Regions from separate parts of the Gossypium hirsutum genome. Here regions 2 and 3 are each linked to region 1. A link is a contact called in public Hi-C data. All regions are on one chromosome and are shown on one strand. Each heading gives the region's core, a stretch centred on a gene start, on an enhancer-like site or on the middle of the called end of the contact. The rest is flanking DNA. Distances are from core to core; before and after follow the strand shown.

What was found. A called contact is a pair of places that touch in the nucleus more often than the background predicts.
Region 2: a contact with region 1 is called in a Hi-C map of leaf, with 4 times the contacts expected there. The contact joins the promoter of LOC107934526 here to the enhancer-like site in region 1. A contact is called at or near these places in 10 of 34 Hi-C or Micro-C datasets (anther, callus, cotyledon and 2 more).
Region 3: a Hi-C map of leaf shows a contact between it and region 1, with 4 times the contacts expected there. The contact joins the promoter of LOC107934525 here to the enhancer-like site in region 1. A contact is called at or near these places in 11 of 34 Hi-C or Micro-C datasets (callus, hypocotyl, leaf and 1 more).

What each region holds. Positions count from the first base shown.
Region 1 is chrA01:73,577,361-73,580,011 of Gossypium_hirsutum_v2.1, forward strand. No RefSeq gene overlaps it. Among protein-coding and RNA genes, the nearest start is that of LOC121207816, 37 kb to the left of the region's middle. Within about 2 kb of position 1,326, at least 3 of the 9 cell types and tissues checked have an H3K27ac peak or open chromatin away from gene starts, as enhancers often do. A contact at or near this core is called in hypocotyl and leaf, where this site is marked.
Region 2 is chrA01:73,381,774-73,384,424 of Gossypium_hirsutum_v2.1, forward strand. LOC107934526 (purple acid phosphatase 8) reads right to left here and starts at 1,338. Exons shown (of 6, transcript XM_016866977.2): 1 at 1,048-1,338. The coding sequence starts at 1,245.
Region 3 is chrA01:73,428,938-73,431,588 of Gossypium_hirsutum_v2.1, forward strand. LOC107934525 (protein BASIC PENTACYSTEINE2) reads right to left here and starts at 1,328. Exons shown (of 2, transcript XM_016866975.2): 1 at 969-1,328; 2 at 1-43. The coding sequence starts at 39.

The DNA of each region.
Region 1 (2,651 bases), core at 76-2,575:
GGATTGATAATTTTTCAGCTCTGTCTTGTAGAAATCTCTAGACTCAATTATCCTTCTTCTTGAAGAAAGATCATTTTTATCAACACTGTAATCATAAAAGTAAGTTTATAATTATAATCATATAAGAAAACAATCCTAAATAAATAAATAAATAAATTACAAGACTTTGTCTTAATAAAACATATGTTACAAGATAAGGATCTATATTAAACAAATTTATTGATTCACATGACGATTCATTTCTATGTCTCTTTGAAGAACTATCTCTTACCATCGCCAAAATCTACGTATAATTAACGTAAATTGTTATTATATATTAAATCAATTATAAAAAAATGATAAAAGTTATGAACACAACAATAAAAAGATGAAATCTAAAAACTAATTTACCACGTACCATAAACTTTTTCTATTCTAACCTAAGTGTTATATATATATATATATTTGATATGGTTTTTATAATCAGTATACAAATCCCAAGCCAGAGATAATAGTTGGGATTATTTTCAAATTTGTTTATTTTATTTTAAAAGAAAAATATGAAAAATTACATCTAATAGGTGGAAAAAAAAATTTAATCATGCAAACAAATACAGACTTCTTAACTATCAAAAATGGAAATTTAAAAATACAAAATCAGCATCTCAATAAATCAATAAAGAAAACATATTAGAAAAGAGAAAAGACCTATCAAAACCCAGCTTAATGAACAAATAATAATAATAATAATAATATTTTATCGTTAAAGGATATTTTGCATGTAAATTTTAAGGGAAATAGCGTGTACGAGAAAAGAAGAATAGAGCACTGAATCAAGACACATGGATTAACATGTGGCTAATTTTAGACATACTGTTTTTTGATATTTTTCAGGTTTATTTTATTATCTGTATTTGAAATTTGTGTTATCCTTCTCAACAGATAAACATTATGCTATTTATTATTGTGTAAAGGAAAAGAAAAACTCATCTACTTATCCAATGAGCCAGAAGCCATCCAGCCCTCAAATTATTACTCATGATAAGTGTGTTAAACAGATATCCCATTTGGGATTTTTTTCAAAACTAAAGTTATTGATTATAGATTAAAAAAAAAAGGGTGCTAAATTGGTAAAAGCGTAAAGTGATTTTTGCAATGAAATATAAGTATCTTTTTATTTATTTATTTATTACAAAACATGGGGGGGTGTTAAGGCAATGGAAAATTAATACAAGTAGTTGAAGCACATGAATCCCAAGATAAATGGATATTATCCATGGGCCCATCTTGAACTCGGACGAATTGGAAGATATATTTGATATCATCATAAGCTGGTTGGGCCAGCCATTCTACTTTTGTTACGCTCATTTATGATATTAAGCCCTTTTTTTTTTTGGGTCACTTCCAAAGAACCCACACATAAAAATATTATGATCTTTATTTTAGTATAATAAGGATAGAGCGAAGAGTGACAAGTCTGGCTTGTATTTTGCTGGCAAACTTGTAGCTTCGAATGGATAAGAGTTGAGAGCCTCTGTGGTCTTGGGCGATAACTGCTCCACCACTCATGCTATTTCGCCTGCAATGATCAATGCAAAGAGAGAGTGCCCATTCTGAGACAGGATTATCAATAAGGTCCGATCTTGGAATTCTTAACTGATGGCTTTGCAAGTTGTTAATGGGAAAGGCATTCATTATGGAATCATGGAGATTTTGGGTCCTTATGACTGCCCTTGCTGGAGAATGATCGACCATTCTGAAAATGAGTTGATTCCTTGATTTTCAATTTATCCAGAGAGTGCATGCTGCATAAGTGTAAAAATTCTTTGAATCGATGGAGCTGATGTTGTTTGAGTTGAGCCACTGAAGAAACCAGGATGATAGAGAAGAAATTCGGAGACAGTCGGATAAGAGGACAAGAGAAGAACCAAACCACTGCTCGATCGAAACTGCATTGAAGGAAGAGTTGTTTAATGGATTCCCTGCCATCTTTGCAAAAACAAAAAAAACAAAAAACAACACACAGAGGTTATCATCATCGGAAAGGCGTCTTGAGAAGAGCTCCTTGGTTGGAAGGCAATTTGTACATATTTTCCAAAGGAAGATGGTAATATTGTAAGGGAGTTTAAGCCTCTATAGATTAGTCTATGTTTTGTTAGAGGGTGAGGCTGCAGAAGTTGAAGGATTAAATTGACACTCACAGGCATAAACACTCTTCACACAAAAGCGACCATTAAAGTTAAATTTCCATACAAATTTGTTTTTACCACCCTGTATCGAAAGGGTCCTGCTGCGGAGGTCAGAGGCCCAATCATGATTGACGACGATATTGAGAGATTTCTTTTGATCCAAGATATTGATGCTGGGGAGAGTACAAGCATGAACTTAAAATGTTGGGACAGACAATTTAATAGTATCAACAAGAGGGAGATTAGTATTTGGCTCTTAGAATCTTTGTGAGGAAACAATTGTGATCAGTCATTATGTGCCATGCAATTTTGGTGAGAAGGGCATCATTGAAGGTGTTGATCTTCCTAATACCCAGATCACCAGCAAACAATGGTGCACAAATTTGTTTAATTTATTCTTATTTTTTTTAGTTATAAGTAATAACCCTTCCAATATTTAGATACAATCGGCTCTTCCTATAACAATTTGTCAATATTTTAGAT
Region 2 (2,651 bases), core at 88-2,587, 200 kb before region 1:
AAAATTATAAAAAATAAATTTCATAAAATTTAAAAAAAATAATCTAAAAAAACCTAAAATTCCAAAAAAAAAGTAAAATTGGACATCTAGAATTTATTTTGAAATTGTTATCTTTTTGGAAATATATAAATATATAAAATTATTTTTAAAATACAGATCTAGATTCAAACTGGAAAAATGCATGTCTAAGGTTAAATCTAAAATGCATTTTTTTAATTGAAATTTAAAAAAAATGTAGGTTTGTTTAGAATTTTAGGTGTTTTTAGAAAGTTTTAAAATTTTATTTGTAAGGTTTTTGCACTTTAGGTTGGATTCGCTTAGGTACTTTTCTTAATAGAAATTGTGAATGGTGTAACAAAATAAACATAAACGGAAAAAATTACAAAGGCTAAAGTGATCCAATTTATGTATAATATGGGAGGTACTAAACCTAAAATAATGTAAAGAAGAATTGTTAGGTGAAAATATTTTTACAAGGGAAATGGGATATAGGAATTTATTTAACACCAAATTTGTATTGAGTGATAATAAAGTTTTTTTTTAAATTTTTTGGTTCCAATACGTGTATAGTTAGGATTGTGATTTTGGATAGGTGTAGAGATGTGATTGGTTGGAAACGGCCAAAACTGAAACAGGAATTTTCTAGTCCAAACTATATGAAACCCAATCAACGTGTGAGAGACTTACGAAACTGGCTAACTTTGTCCATTCCCCTCACTGTTCTCACTTGAGGAATATTAAACTGTAAAAAGAAGAAAAGAAAAAGAATCTGGGATTTTATTTGGAATTATACCATTCCAAAAGTTTTTTAAAATGATTAGACTGTAAAAACAATGTTCATTGGCATCTTCATTTTATTCTATTGGACTTTAGTAGATAGTTTTGTTGGATATAAAATTTTAAGACGAGTGATGATGGAATTCCTAAAAAGCTTCGGACCAAAATGATTTTCTTCTTAATAACAACCAGAAAGAAAGAGGAGAACGTTACTTGCGTTTTCATAAAACATTTAATGACAACTTTTAAGAAAGTAGAAAAGCAAAAGACCTGAAAAGCAACTTGAGATTGGTTATAGTGTCCTCTCCTTCCCCAGTCTCCGACCACCAGGAAGCTCAGAGACCCATCTGGTTTGCCTGCGTGTTCAAACCGCTCAAGCTCTGCCACACACGATATTACAAACAACCCAACAACCAACGTCCACGACACGAGCCTTTGGTTCATAGCTTTTTTGGTTGGAACAACCATATTTATGTGAAATGAGGTGAGAGTAGGGAGGCAAGGCAAGGTAGAAAATGAAATGAAGAGTCCTGCTATCCACGCTATTTGTAACCAGTTGGAGCATATAATATGTTTTTACGAGTGTAGGATTAAAAATCATTTTAAAAGTCCCACGAAAATTCCTTAGAATGACGTAAGGCTATAAGATTGACTGAATGAAAGCATACATTAATAAGAAAGAACCAATAACCCACCAAACCTTATGGCCCAAACTGGTCTTAAATCCACCAATTAAGTTAGCTCTGACTTCATCCTACTCTTTTAACTTTACCTCAAATCTGCTATTAGCTGTTGTGTGTTCTCTATTTCATCCTTATATTTATTGATTAAATTGCCTGGAATTTTGTGAAAAATAATAAATTTACATAATTAAAATTTTAAAATTCAAAAAAAAAAATCTAAAGGTTAAATCCAATAGCAAATTATCTTCTAACTTATCCATATGTTTGCTAGGTTTGACAATTAGTTAGTTGGTAAAACATCAAGGAATAGGATACGTTTAATTTTGTGGTCTCTCATGAATCATGACTTCGTTTTTCCTAGTACCTCTATGCAATCACACACAGTGAACCAGTGACCATTTATAACACAGCAACAAGAAGCATATGGCTGGTGGCATCGGAAAATATGTCGACTCCTGTGGCCTCACTTCACGTGCCTTTCCCACAAACTAAAACCCTTTCCCAGTTGAATGGCTCTTGAATTTGATGATGCAATTATGTCCACTCCTAGGGCCTTACTTTACACTGCTCTTATATAACCCATGAATGTTGATGTTTTTTGGGGTTCAAAATTTTAATCCCTATTTTATTATCATCCCAAGTTAGTGAAGGTATGTAATGGATTTGACTTTAAATAAGATTTTGTTTGAGTGATTACAATATTATATATTTAATTAAATTATTATCGAAATAAAATATATAAACCAATAATATAAATATTAGATTATGGTACATCCACGTAATATGTTTATTAAAAATTAACATGAAACTCAAATACTATTTTAATTGAAATGGTAAATTTAAAAAATTTTATGTTATGATAAATAGGATTCAAATCTTGATCATAAATATATATATTTAAAATTTTATATAAAAATACTTTCAATTTAATATTTATTACTTGATTAAAATAAAAAAAATTCTAATAATTTATTACTTTATTACAATCTTTACATGAAGTATAGGTATATTGTTACCATCAGAAGTATTTAATTATATATATATCATATCAAATAAAGTTTTGAAAAGAAATAAAGCACGGGGCAAAAACATCTTCCTTTTTTTATTCCACTTCCAGAAAAGAAAAGAAAAAGATTCTTTATTAACTTCCTCTCTTATTGTTTTAATCTGAAAAGAAAATACCAGGCTTGA
Region 3 (2,651 bases), core at 78-2,577, 150 kb before region 1:
GTAACCCCAATTACGCATGTTCAACGCATCGTCATCCATGAAGCTATACATAGCCACCAACAACAAGAACAAAATGATTAAACTTTTAACATGATTCACATTATTCCATAAATGCCATTCAAATCCTGCTTAACATTCCCATTAAAGAACCCACAAAGACCATGAAAAAAACATAACACCATTAAAGACAGACATTCAAACAAAAAACAATGTTTCAAATAAGCAATCTAACACATTTACATGAATGAAGCAAGATTCAGCCACATCAAAATACATATGAAAGCAAATAAAAGATCAGACAAGAACCAACATTCAAAATTCAAAGAATGACTAACAATCCGTTTGATTCCCAAGAAAACAAAAAGGGGCAAATATGTTACATTTTCTAACTCTCAATTGGGAGGAAATTGAAAAAAGCCCCCAATGAGCGGCCTTCACAGTATCGCAGATCCATGATATGGAAACGAAAGATCTAAATCCACAGTAAATATGTATATAGCAGATTTGGAAAAATCTAAGATCCCCAAAGCAGCAGAAATAGAAATTTAAAGATACCAAACAGAAAGATGGAAAATTTGAGATTCAAAATAATTTCCAATTCCCCACATTTCCCCAAAGTCCAATCTTTGCACGCATCGTAATCCATAATCAGATCTACTATTATAGACCAAAAACAAAATCTTGAAAAAGGAAAAAAAAATAAAGTTTGGGTTTTTCTTTTATGGCAGTATCAGGGCTTTCAAAATGGAAACTTTATAACATCCTTTAGATCTCCTTTCATAAATTTCACCTCCAGAGCTCGAACAAACAAACAGACAAACAAATAAATAAATGAAAATACATATGAAAAGTTTTAATAGTACAAAGAATAAGCATGGAAGGACCCATATATTCAAAAACTGTTAGAAAGAGAAAGCAAAGAAAGAGAAAAGAGGGGAAAGGAAAGTGAGAGGAGAGAGAAAACTTACTTAGAGGGGGTGTAAACGACTCTTTAGGGTTTGCCCTTTCTGGAGAGAGAAAGAGAGAGGAGAGAGAAACCTGCGAAGGCAAAAAAATAAACTACGAAAGAGAAAGAGAGAGAAAAGAAAGCCCAAAAAAATCAAGAGAGAGAATGGGAAAGACCTAAAAATGTGTATCTATCAAAGGGGATTTATATATATCAGGAATTTCACTTTTTTAAAAATAATATAAAAACATCAAAAGAAAATTATAAATAAAATCATTTTAATTAGAGATAAATATAATCTAAAAAAGTTATTGGATGAGTGTAGGCCATATGCCTTTGAACAAACAAACAAAAAGGAAAACTTGTTATATCTCTTTTCTACATTTTGTATGTGGACAAATATGTGATTTTATAACAATGGAAAACAAAGATAGTCAATAGATTTCTATCAATATCTGCCTTCCCTTCTCTTTTTCTTTTTATCTATATAATTTATAATCCCCATCAAATGTCATCAATCAAGTTTTAAAATTTATTCATTTTATAAACTAATCAATAGTATTTATATCTTTTGATAAATCTAAAAAAAATCTATACAGATTTGAACTAAAAACATAATTTTTAAAATTTTATTTTTACTATTTCAATCAAGAAACATTTAGTATTATCTCATTTTTTTTATAAAATTTTTCACTAATATTTTGAATGTACCATAATCTACTTGCATTGGAGATTTTGATCAAAGATTAAAAGGGTGAAATTCAATCAAATTTTTAGTTGATTAACATGTGAAATCTTTTTAAATGGTTAAATAATATTAATTTATTTGATAGAATACACATTACTCATTTCCAGCTTAAGTCAACTGCCTACTACATCACGAGAAAGAAAAGGCCAACATCCTAGCTAAAAGGTCATCTAGAAATCTAAGGGTATAATACATGCACGGATGGGTGAAATTTGTAACATCTCTTACCTGGTCCGATCATCGAACCCTAGTAATAAGATGTTACAAGCAAATACAAAAAATTATATGCAATTTATATAAATTCCATTCACATATTATGAAATTTAATAATTTAAAGTTTGCAAGGACTGAATTGTGTAATTCAAGCATGAAATAGGATTCAATTGTAAAATTTTAAAATTTTAAACTTTTAAAGTTGATATTGATATGTAATGAATGGGTATTGATATCATATTAAATACCGATACAAAATCACGATTTTGTTTGTTATGCGAAATAAGGGTATCGACATTATTTTCTGGTATTGATATTTTATGAAAAAATACTAATACCATTCTAGCATTCTATTTGTTTTAAAATTGTTCATATGATCAAGTATCAATACCAAATGCCAAAATATCGATACTTAAGTTTAGAAATGGTAAAGACCAATATTTAAAATGTCCATTTCATGCCCAAAACACCTAAAGCTCAAATGGTAACCATAGATATAATTATAGACCTAAAAAACATCAACCAAGGCATACCACAAATATCACTTCTAACAATCATCCTAAGTGTCTAACCAATATGCCACAATTGGCACCTCAATGAAAAATTCAAATTCAAACATAACATTATATTCAAAATGATCCAATATGCCCTCCAAGGCACCTAAAAAAAATTAACATTCCATACTTGTAATAGCCCGTTTTTGGGTCAAATCAAAACAGTGGTTTCGAGACCACAAATCCGAAG